Regions from separate parts of the Sus scrofa genome. Here all the other regions are linked to region 3. The links are chromatin contacts, called in public HiChIP or PLAC-seq and promoter capture Hi-C maps. All regions are on one chromosome and are shown on one strand. Each heading gives the region's core, a stretch centred on a gene start, on an enhancer-like site or on the middle of the called end of the contact. The rest is flanking DNA. Distances are from core to core; before and after follow the strand shown. Region 1 holds the start of SPEN (msx2-interacting protein). Region 2 holds the start of RSG1 (REM2- and Rab-like small GTPase 1). Region 3 holds the start of ZBTB17 (zinc finger and BTB domain-containing protein 17).

Region 1 (3,634 bases), core at 771-3,270, 130 kb after region 3:
TGGGAGCGCGCCTCCCCAGCCCCGCCGAGGACAGCTTCGGCGGGTTATGAATGGCCTCACTATTCCCGGCTCCTTTTCACACGCGGACACGCGCAGACGCGCGCTCCAGCAGTGAAGATTTAATACCCCAGTAACAGCAACCACCAACAGAATCAATGATCCTCCATTTGAAAGAGCGGAGCTCCGCTGTCGCTGCTTCCATTTCCTTATCCAAGCTGCTCAAGAGCAAGCGACGCAATCTATTTTTCCCATGGTGACTCACTAATAAGGGCGCTCCATAGTTTCCTTCACTCAGTAGATAGTAAGAGGAATTAAGAGTAAACCAAACTTAAAACCTTCAGAGGTCTTGATTATCGGAAGAAACAGTAATTTTCGAGGACACTGACAGATTTGCTACAGTCCTTCTCCTTTTACACCGGTGTAAGTAAACCGCCGTTTTCGGTATTTCACATTGAGAGAGGGCTCTATCGGCTATGGCACACATAGATTCCACAAAATAAAAACAATGCTAAAAGCTACTAAATAGGTAAAATGTATCAAGAACGCTTATTCCCACTATCGCGTGAACAAATATGAATATATATATATATATATATATATATATATTCTGGGAAGAAGCTTTTTAAAAGATCTACATCTTCTAGTCTAAGCTTGCATTTTTAAAACCACTGATTAAGGGATTCTGGGCGGGAGGGAAACGCCGTCCTTTTAAAGAAGGCTCCTCGCAGTGAACGCCGGCGCGGCAGCGGCAGCGGAGACCGCGAGGCTGGCGAGCGCCGGCGAGGCGGGGACCCTGCTGCAGGAGGTGGCTCTTCCAGCGCAAACACTCAGTCCCCACCAGCCTCCTGGCCCAGAGACCCCAGCGGGCTGGAGGAAGGCAGGCGAAAGAGCCCAAACAGACGCACCAACTTATTTTCAGACACCATCCTCCACCCAACCCCGCAAAAACAAGGGTAAAAACCAAAACGCTGGCGTTGGCCGTTTCCAATTAGTTTCTAGGTCTGTAAACCTTCCGTGAGAGATCCCTAGAGTCCAGTAGTGTCTCAGCACTTCCGAGATGTCCCTGCATCACCTACCCAGACTTCTGTTTTTGCATAACCTTTCCTCTCACACAAAACCCTCTCTAGGTCAGACATGTCCACGCGTCCGCAGGGCGAGGAGCGGGAGTTGCTGCGGGACTCCGGAGTTGCCCGGCCCGGGGCGGGGTAGGGGTTCGGGTCCCAGCCCGCCGGCGGCTCGGTTCCACAGTGTTGGCCGGGCCGGCGCGGGCAGCCGCTTGGAGCCCGGGCAGCGGCGCGCAAGGACGCGACCCCACCGCCGCCTCGCCAGCCTGAGGGCACCCTCCCGGAGCCGGCTTCGCAGAGGCCGAGCCACAGCCGCCTCCTTATCGGGAAGGGGGACGGAGGCAGCCGGGCCCGCTCTGCCGCCGCCGAGGCCCAACGCCGCGACGCGGGCCGAGCGGCGTCCAGGCAGCCGCGCGCTCCCCGCACCGGTCCGTGGGTCTGGCCCGGGTCCCCTCACCAGTTCCGCGCACGGGGAGGGGCGGGCAACGGGCCGGAGGGGCATTAGCGTCCGAGGAGAGAGCGCGGCCCGGGGCCTCGTGTCACTCACCGTTTGAAGTGCTCGATGATCTTCTCTTCCCGCACATTCTCTGGTAAGTTGCCCACCCAGAGGTGTCTGGTTTCCCGGACCATGCTGGGCGGTGTGCCGGCGACCGCTGGTGCGGGTTCCCCCTCGCCGGCTTCGTACGAGCCCGTCAGCGCCGGGAGGCGGGCGCCGAGGCGGCGGCGGCGGCGGCTGCGGCGGTGGCGTCGGCAGCGGCGGCGGCTCCTCCGGCTCCCCCCCGTGCAGAGACCATCCCTCTCCCCCAGGTTCTGACTCTCGGGCCTCGCAGCTCGGCTCTGCCGCCACCACACACCCGAAGCCGACCCTCGCGCTCCGGCGGCGCATGCGCCCGGGCCGCGGCGGGCGGGGGAGCGGGGAGGAGGGGCGAGCGGGACCCAGGCGGCAGCGACTACGACGGAGCTGGCGCTGTGGCAGCCGGACGCTTCCCACCGGCGCGCGCGGCCCGCCCCCCTCACCGCGGGCGCGCGCGCGTCGGCCCGACCGCCGGCTGAGGCCGAGTCACCGAGTTCCTCCCAGCCGGCGCGCAGGCGCGCGGAAGAGGGAGGAACGCAGAGCCAGGAAGGAACGCTCGCGCGCTTGGTCCCGGTGCGCAGGCGCGCAGCCGTGCGGGGAGCCGGCCGCGGGGCGGGCACTCCGTCAGGCTTGGGGCGCCGCGCGTGCGGAGGCCGAGACAGCCTCCAGACCCTGGAGCAGGGGTCCCAGGCGCCGGCCTGGGGGAAGAAAAGAGAGAAAGAGGGTTGGTATCAAAGCGGCTGTCAAGGCTACTCCTAGGAGAAGCCAGAACCCATTCCCCTGGTCACCCTTTGGCCAGCTTCTGGCCATTTCCGGGCATTTGGATCTGCGCCTGCTTGGGAAAGTGTCAGAACAAGGCCGGCCTTTTTCACCGCCCAGCTAAGCTGTGACGGCTTCAGAAACCCATCCCTCCCAAGAATCATTAGCTTGTAACATTAAGCAACTTTATTTTATATAGGATCTTGCGAAACCGTTTGCAAGATCTCTTTGTTGATCGCTACGGTATACCAGGAATAGAACTGAAATGAGACGGTTACATGTCCGATAGTGTTACTCTCAGCGGATTTACTATAATTTAATATCTAAGTGGAGGAGCAAGTTAGACCTCCTCCAAGCCTTTCCAGGCCTAAGGGCTTTTACATTTTAAAGCCTACAGTTAAACTTTTTAGTTTACAGAATCCCGGGGAAAACTCACAAAATTAAGGAAACGGTATTGAGTCCAGAAAAACGGAGCTGTTTAGAACAGTCAGCAACTCAATTTTCTTTTCCATTTTTAATCTATAGAAATAAAACATCAGAAGTATAGTGCTTCAGGTAAAGACCAGATTTTAAATATTCAATTTCATTCATTGTGCTTTTAAATACAAGCCAACTTATCATCAAACCACTATTGTGAATTGGAAAATATGGCCAGCCTAATAAACGGCACTAATACCAGAGGTCTCCTGTGCATAATTGTTTCTTTTATTCCATAGATGGTAAAGCTCTAAGTATTTTTTTTTTCCACCATATAGTCTAACATAAGATTTTTTTTTGTCTTTTTGCCTTTTCTAGGGCCTCTCCCGCGCCATATGGAGGTTCCCAGGCTAGGGGTCCAATCGGAGTTATAGCCACCGGCCTACGCCAGAGCTACTGCAGCGCGAGATCTGAGCCGAGTCTGTGACCTACATCACAGCTCACCGCAACGCTGGATCGTTAATCCACTGAGTAAGGCCAGGGATTGAACCCACAACCCCATGGTTTCTAGTCGGATTCGATAACCACTGTGCCACAACAGAAACTCCTAACATAAGATTCGTAATCACTTGTCAAAGAGAGTATAAAACTGAGAGTCATGTCAACTTCCCATGTTTGGTTTCATAGTTTATACTGTACTTAAACTTGATCTCAGCAGGTGCAATCAAGACCATTTCTCTTCCCTACTCTCTCAGGATGTCAGAAGGCTAAGCAAGCCCCTGTCTTACACATTTGCAACAAATATAGTACAAAGATGTGC
Region 2 (3,598 bases), core at 144-2,643, 210 kb before region 3:
ACAGCATATGGAAGTTCCCAGGCTAGGGGTCAAATTGGAGCTACAGCTGCCAGCCTACAGCACAGCCGCTGCAACTCGGGATCCAAGTTGCATCTACGACCTACACCACAGCTCACAGCAACACCAGATCCTTAACCCACTGAGTGAGGCCAGAGATCAAACCCGCATCCTCTTGGCTCCTAGTCAGCTTTGTTAACTGCTGAGCCATGAGGGGGGCCAGGGATTGAACCTGCAACCTCAAGGTTCCTAGTGGAATTCGTTTCCACTGCGCCACAATGGGAACTCCTGGGGGCAAGTTTTAAAAACACAAAACCCGGGTTCCTGCTGTGGTGCAGTGGGTTAAGAATCTGACTTTAGTGGCTTGGGTTGCTGAAGAGGTGAGGGTTTGATTCCTCGGCTGGGCACAGTGGGTTAAAGGATCTGGTGTTGCTGCAGCTATGGCTTGGATTGAATCCCTGGCCCAGGAACTGACATATGCCTTGGATGTGGCCTTAAAAAAACAAAAGACCCAGGAGTTCGTCGTGGCTCAGTAGTTAATGCATCCGACTAGGAACCATAAGGTTTGGGGTTCGATCCCTAGCCTTGCTCAGTGGGTTAACGATCCGGCGTTGCCGTGAGCTGTGGTGTAGGTGGCAGACGCGGCTCAGATCCCAAGTTGCTATGGCTGTGGCGTAGGCTGGCGGCTATAGCTCCGATTAGACCCCTAGCCTAGGAACCCCAATTGCCACAGGTGCGGTCCTAAAAGGACAAAAAAAAAAAAAAAAAAAAATCACAGAAGACCCAATCTGACCAAACAGAGATGTCCTTCAGAATCCAAAACCCTGGGTTCTGAGTCTCGTTTTCCCACTGACCATGTTTGTGGTGACGTCAGACAATCACATCATCTCTGAATTTCCCCATCTATGAAAGAAACGAGGGATAATAGGTCCTCCATGGGTGTGTTTCTAGAATTAAATGAGCTAACCTCTGTAGAGCCCCCACCGGCTGGCAGTAACTAAACTGGCCTTCAATAAGGGTTAACTTCTAGATTATTCCTTACAAAACAGTGATTTGCCCTACTTGAAGGTATGGCAAGAAAATACTGATAAAAATTAAGTGTAACAGACAACCTCTCAGTAATGAGCCACCTGCATCCTGTCCAACTACCAGGCATTTACTGAGCACCCATCTTCTGAGTAACGAACAGGCCCCATGCCCAGTGTTGGAACAGTGGAGAGGGGCTCAGTGCTGAAACATCAGCTCCAGGAGCGTGGTGACTTTTTGCTGCCGTTGCCTTCCCAGCAGCTGGAAAAGGCCAGGCCCGCAGTAGGGGCTCATAAGTTACTTGTCGAATGAGTGACATCAATCAATCAATCCATCCATCAGTGACTGGAAGGCCTCTGATTCATTTTTAAGAACCTGAGCAAATCCCTTGACCTCTCTCAGCAGCTTTTCCTCCCATCTGTGAAGCCATAGTTTTGTTTTTTTTTGTTTTTGTTTTCGCCATAGTTGTTTAATTCACCTCAAGTTCCTACTGAGCAGGATTAATAATAAGTAAACTTACTGAGCACTGCTGTGGACCAGGCATTGCTGTAAAGAACCCTAGGAAGTAGTAGTATTTTACCTCCACTTTATAGAAGACGAAACTGGGGCACAAAGAGGCAGGGAAGGCTCCTGGAGAAGGGGGATTGATCAAGTTTTGGAGGAAAGACTGGGGCCCAGACTGAGCAATGGAGAAGAGGATAGGCCGAAGGGCCCACGGGGGGAGGGTCCTTGTTCAGCGTGTCTCTGCGAGGTGGTAGCAGCAAATTTAGGAGAGACCAGCCCTGCGGGCCACCCGGCAGCCCAACCCCGCCCCCGACGTCTCCATGACAACAGCACCGCACATGCGCCTCCTGCACGCGCGCCAGGGAGGGCAGCGGGAGCTGAAGCTAGTTGCAGCTTGGTTGCAAGCTGGGCGGAAGCAGGCCCGGCGGGCGGGAGAGCGGGACGAGTTTTTAAAGGTACAGTCTCCACTTGGGCCCGTTCGCCCGCCGGGACTGCTGATGGTGAGGGCTGGGTGGCCTTGGGAGTCGGAATCGAGGAGGTAGAGGAGAAGCAGGGCTGTGCGACTGTGGCCGCCTCCCCCAGTAGGGGGGGACTAGGGAGCGAGGAGGTGTGTTAAAGCTCTCCGGGCAACAATGGGATGGCTGTCGGCCAGGGAGCAGTGCAGAGGAAAAAGGGCCATGGAATTGCTCTGTCTGGGTGTGTCACCCCTCAGGATATTGAAAGGGAGCTTGGATACCAAAATTAGGATAAGAGGAGTGGGGCTCCTCCACCCCCTGAGGAGGGAGTTAGGGCTCCTGGAGGGTCCCTGGGCAGATGAAGAGGGATCACAGGTACAGCTTGGGACAGTGGCCCTCTCCCATCTCCTACTCTCAGCATTCTGCCATCTCCCCTCCCTGTTGGGTTGCCCAGCCATGGCCAGACCACCCACCCCGGGCTCAGTGATTGTCCCAGACTGGCACGAGAGCGCTGAGGGCAAGGAGTACCTGGCCTGCATCCTGCGCAAGAACCGCCGGCGTGTATTTGGTAAGCACCCTCCTCCCCCAGGCTGCCACCTGTCCTTCCCTGGGGAGAATAGTGTCACCTGTCCCTCCCCTGTGGGGAAGCAGAGAAGCAGAGCAATGAGGGCCTGCTCCACTATACTCCTCAGCTTTGGGGACCCCTGTCCTCGGAGCCCACCCCCAAATCTCCTTAGAGCTAATTCCATCCTCAGAGCCAGGAACATGGAAACAACCGAAACCCTGCCAAGAACCACTGTCACCAGAGAGGCTGTTGACTGAGCCCCTCGCCTAGTGCCAGGCCCTCTGCTGGGCACTTTATACAATGGACTCCAGTTGAACCGTCTCAACGGCACATAGCAGGCTTGTCCAGGATCCCTGGGTGTACAGAGAAAAGACTCTTCCATGCCCTGCTGTCTCCAGGATAAGACATTCATGGTCCTCAGGATGAAACTAACTCACCCAGGAAGGGGCCTGGCCATCAGCATGAGGCCAGCTCTGGCCAGGAGACGCAAAGCTCCAGGGGGCCTAAGACCAGAGTGAGAGGGCAGCCTGTACTTTAGGGCTTCCAGGTCTCACACCTATAGATGTGTCAGTTTAGACTGTTTTTTTTTTTTTTTCCTCCTTTTTTTCCCCCACTGCCCCAGAGACAAGCTAAATCATTAACCCATTATGCCACAGGGAGAACTCTCTGTTTTCTTTGGTTGGTTGTTTTTTTCCACAAGTTTTAAATTAAAAGCATTCATAAAGGAGTTCCCATCGTGGCTCAGTGGTTAATGAATCCGACTAGGAACCATGAGGTTGCAGGTTCAATCCCTGCCCTTGCTCAGTGGGTTAAGGATCCGGCGTTGCCATGAGCTGTAGTGTAGATTGCAGACGTGGCTCGGATCCCATATTGCTGTGGCTGTGGCATAGGCTGGTGGCTACAGCTCCGATTTGACCCCTAGCCTGGGAACCACCATATGCAGCAGGAGCGGCCCAAGAAATGGCAAAAAAAAAAAAAAAAAAAAAAGACAAAAAAAAAATAAATAAAAGCATTCATAAACATCTCGAGATACACACACATACTTTTTCTT
Region 3 (3,557 bases), core at 259-2,758:
GCACTGCCGTAACCCCCCACATTTGCGTGATCTTTCTTGCCAGTAGAAATCAGCTAACATCAGCAGGCCAATGGCTACTCCTTCTCTTCCACCTTCCAAATCTTAACTACTGTTAAGAACCCATCTGTATCTGGGAATTTAACTGCTGCTGAGTCTGGGAAATAAAATCCTAACTTTTTTTGCCCCACGCATGGCACATGGAAGTTCCCAGGGCCAGGGGTCGAACCCATGCCACAGCAGTGACAACGCTGGATACTTAACCCACTGAGCCACCAAGAAAACCCTAAAATTTTAACTCTTTTAATTTCTGGAAGGAATGGATACTGAGTCTCCATTAACTATATCCAACACAGATGGACTCAGAAGTAGATTTGCATGCTTAGTATTGGGAGAACTATCAGATTTGCTACTACTTTCCTATAATGAAAGGGTGAAGTCAAGTACTGCAGAGTTTTCTAGTTTCTCTAGTTATTGTGAAGGGAGTAGTAAATTGGCCAGACTGACATCTGTTGAAATTCCACTTAAAGCTGGCAGTCATGAATTTGCAGGAAACAGTCTGTTCCATTCCGTACCTTCTCCACTTGTGTTTGGCTTTTTGGGTGCCAGCAAAGGGAAAAGGAGCAGTTGGATTCACCCAAGGCTGAAACTCTTACCAAGTCCATGTGACAAAAAGACAAGAGGGCAAAAATGAGTTTAGGATTGTGGCAAGAGTGTTGTCAAAATTATGGCTCACTTGCTGTATTGCACTGGGAACTATGTCGGGTCACTTGTGATGGAGTATGATCATGTGAGAAAAAAGAATCTACCTGTATGTGTAATCGGGTCACCATGCTGTACAGCAGAAAGTTGACAGAACACTGTAAACCAGCTATGCTGAAAAAAAATTATAGATCATGAAAAATAAATAGGATCAGAGTGAAGAAAGGAGAAAGCCCAGGAACTGTTAGAACTGTCAAAGGCTTGGAGGTGCTGAAAAGTTGGAAACAGGCCGCAGAGGGGCTGGTCAAGTCCGCAGGCAAAGTTTTGTTTCCTGGCACCCTTCTTCACCCCCAGGCTAATCCTGGACCACCTCTAGATAGGGAAGGGGCTCAAAAGTAGAAAAGTATAATCGGGGTTGGCTGCTAGCTCAGAAGTAGAAAAATATAATCGGGGTTCTTCGGCTTTGATGCCACAACTAGGTTCACATCTCTGCTCCACCACTTGAAAGATGCGGAAGGACGGGCGCATCTCACCCTAAGACTCCGTTTTCCCTTGTTCAAAAGGGGGAGAAAAAAATCCTATGCTGGTAAGAGGATTTAATGAGGTAATGCAGCAAGGCGCTTAACACAGTGCCAGCCACACAATAATCGCTGAACACATAGAAGCTGTTACTGTTATACTTGGAATAGAAAGCCAAAGAAGAGTTACAATAAGGACAATTCTAAGCTCCGAAGTACTGTATTACAGAACTTCTGGATAACTACGCGCCTGCGCTGCCTGCGAGCTTCGGCTAGCGCGGCCGCTGCGCATGCGCCGGAAGTTGCAGCCGGGAAGCCAGCGAGGTCGGTTCCGCCCGACTCTAACATGGCGGCGCCCTTTGTCTGCTCTGAAGTGCCGTCCCCGGCCTTCTCGCGGCCGTGATGCACCTCCCTCTGTGGTGGGGTCCGGGACATGGCAGGTGAGGGTCAGCAAGCACCCGGGGCCGGGGGAGTCTCAGGAGTCGGGTGGAGGCGGCGGAGGTTGGGGCGCGACAGGACGCTGGGGACGGTTGTGTGGGGGGAGGGGAGGAAAGTGGACTGGGAAGGGAATCTGGACTGAGGAGACCCCGCAGGGCAGGATGGTGCAGGGCACATGGGCGGGGGGGGGCGCAGCCTGGCAGGCGGGCAGGGAATGGGCAGGCGTACTGGACCCTCAGTCCCGGAGAAGGGAGCGCGAGTTGCCTCTAGGCTAGGTGACACCCCAGCTGGTAGCATCTCCGCCCCCGCCGCTCGGCTGTCACCGCCCCTTGACCCCGCGCGCCGCGGCGGGTGGGCGTTCTGCCGCGAGGTGAGGGGGTGTGGGGGCAGCTCACTTTGGCAGGCGGGGCGGAAGGGCACAAGGGCCTAGGAGGAGCTGGCTGAGCAGGAGGTCGCCACTGCCCCTCACAAGATTATTTCATTCATTCATTCGTTCTCCTGACGGTGGTTGTGAGGCTAGAGCAAGTGATCTAGTCTCGAGTAGTGGTTAAAAAGTGTTAACTGTGGAGCCCGGCACCTGGGGTTTGAATGCTAACTCTGTGCTTGCCAACTGTGTCCTGGGACACGGTAGTTTCTTGCTCTCCGCCTCGGTTTTCTCATCTTTAAAGCAGAGATGAGAGTAAGCTCTGCCTTCTAAAATGCTTATAAAGATTAAATGAGGTAATAGGTATAAAGTGCTGAGACCGCTTCCTGGCACAAAGCAAATGCTCTATGTGTTCTTGGCCGTTATTTTTCAGATCACCATCATCCCCCAGAGCTCAGAGGCTCATGTGGGTGACACAGAGATGCGTAGGCAATTCTAATACAACGGAAGAAAAGCAGAGACGTTCTTGCTTTGGAAACACTGAGTAGAGGAGGCACCTCACTCAGTCTAGGTGAATCCAGGGAGGTTTCTGCCCCCAGGAAGCCGAGACCCGAAGAATGCTTGGGGAGTGCAGGCAGGAAAGGGGGAGAGTACTCTCAGTTGAAGAGAGAACTGGTGAGCAAGCTAGGGGAGCACTGTGATAATTAAGTTCTCTGCCTAGAGACAGAGATGAAAGGTAAGACTAAAGAAGCAGTCTGTGGTCTGGTCCCAGGAGGCCTTTTAAACCTAGCTGTGGGCTTGAAATTTTAAGATTAATGGAAGGGCATCTAAGAATCTGATTTTAGGAGTTCCCTTGTGGCACAGTGAGTTAAGGATCCAGTGTTGTCACTGCAGCAGCTTGAGTTGCTGCTGTGGTGTGGGTTCAGTCCCTATCCTGGGAACTTCCACATCCGAAGGGTGCAGCAAAAAAATAAATAAATAAATAAATAAATAAAAGAATTAGGGGTTCCCTTTGTGGCAAAGTGCAGACGAATCAAACTAGTATTCATGAGGTTGCAGGTTTGATCCCTGGCCTTGCTCAGTGGGTCAGGGATCCGGTATTGCCATGAGCTGTGATGTGGGTTGCAGATGCAGCTCAGATCCCAAGTGGCTGTGGCCAGCAGCTATGGCTCCAATTCGACCCCTAGCTAGCCTGGGAAGTTCCATGTGCCCCCAGTGTGGCCCTAAAAAGCAAAAAAAAAAAAAGAATCTGATTTTAGATGTATCCACTCTAGCTATGTGAAGAATATATTGAAGGGAGTGGGCCTGGAGGCCAATTGAGAGGCTACTAGAACTATCCTGGTGATAAATGAGAGTGGCCTTGCGTTAGAAAAGAGGCAGAAGGTGGAGAGAGTTGTTTTTGCGGTAGACTTGACCAAGTTGTTTATTACTTAGATGAGTGTATTAGAGATGGGGGGTGGGGTGAGGGCTGACTCCAAGTTTTTGACTGGTAGGTGGTGAAGCTGCTCAGTGGGACAGGGAACAGGATGGGGAGCAGG

Evidence for each region. Promoter capture Hi-C pulls out the DNA fragments that hold promoters and counts their contacts. HiChIP or PLAC-seq counts read pairs in DNA pulled down with a chosen protein or histone mark.
Region 1: an H3K27ac HiChIP or PLAC-seq map of skeletal muscle shows a contact between it and region 3. The contact joins the promoter of SPEN here to the promoter of ZBTB17 in region 3. A contact is called at or near these places in 2 of 5 promoter capture datasets (fetal liver and liver), 1 of 47 Hi-C or Micro-C datasets (heart right ventricle) and 2 of 2 datasets of contacts at active chromatin or transcription factors (alveolar macrophages and skeletal muscle).
Region 2: a promoter capture Hi-C map of liver shows a contact between it and region 3, with 9 times the contacts expected there. The contact joins the promoter of RSG1 here to the promoter of ZBTB17 in region 3. A contact is called at or near these places in 1 of 5 promoter capture datasets (liver) and 2 of 47 Hi-C or Micro-C datasets (liver and skeletal muscle).

The regions. Positions count from the first base shown.
Region 1 is chr6:75,013,951-75,017,584 of Sscrofa11.1, reverse strand. SPEN (msx2-interacting protein) reads right to left here and starts at 2,020. Exons shown (of 16, transcript XM_021095393.1): 1 at 1,612-2,020. The coding sequence starts at 1,694.
Region 2 is chr6:75,348,339-75,351,936 of Sscrofa11.1, reverse strand. RSG1 (REM2- and Rab-like small GTPase 1) reads left to right here and starts at 1,393. Exons shown (of 6, transcript XM_013999005.2): 1 at 1,393-1,982; 2 at 2,437-2,550. The coding sequence starts at 2,439. The region is part of intron 2 of LOC110261103 (a long non-coding RNA gene); the gene reads right to left.
Region 3 is chr6:75,142,054-75,145,610 of Sscrofa11.1, reverse strand. ZBTB17 (zinc finger and BTB domain-containing protein 17) reads left to right here and starts at 1,508. Exons shown (of 16, transcript XM_021095398.1): 1 at 1,508-1,657.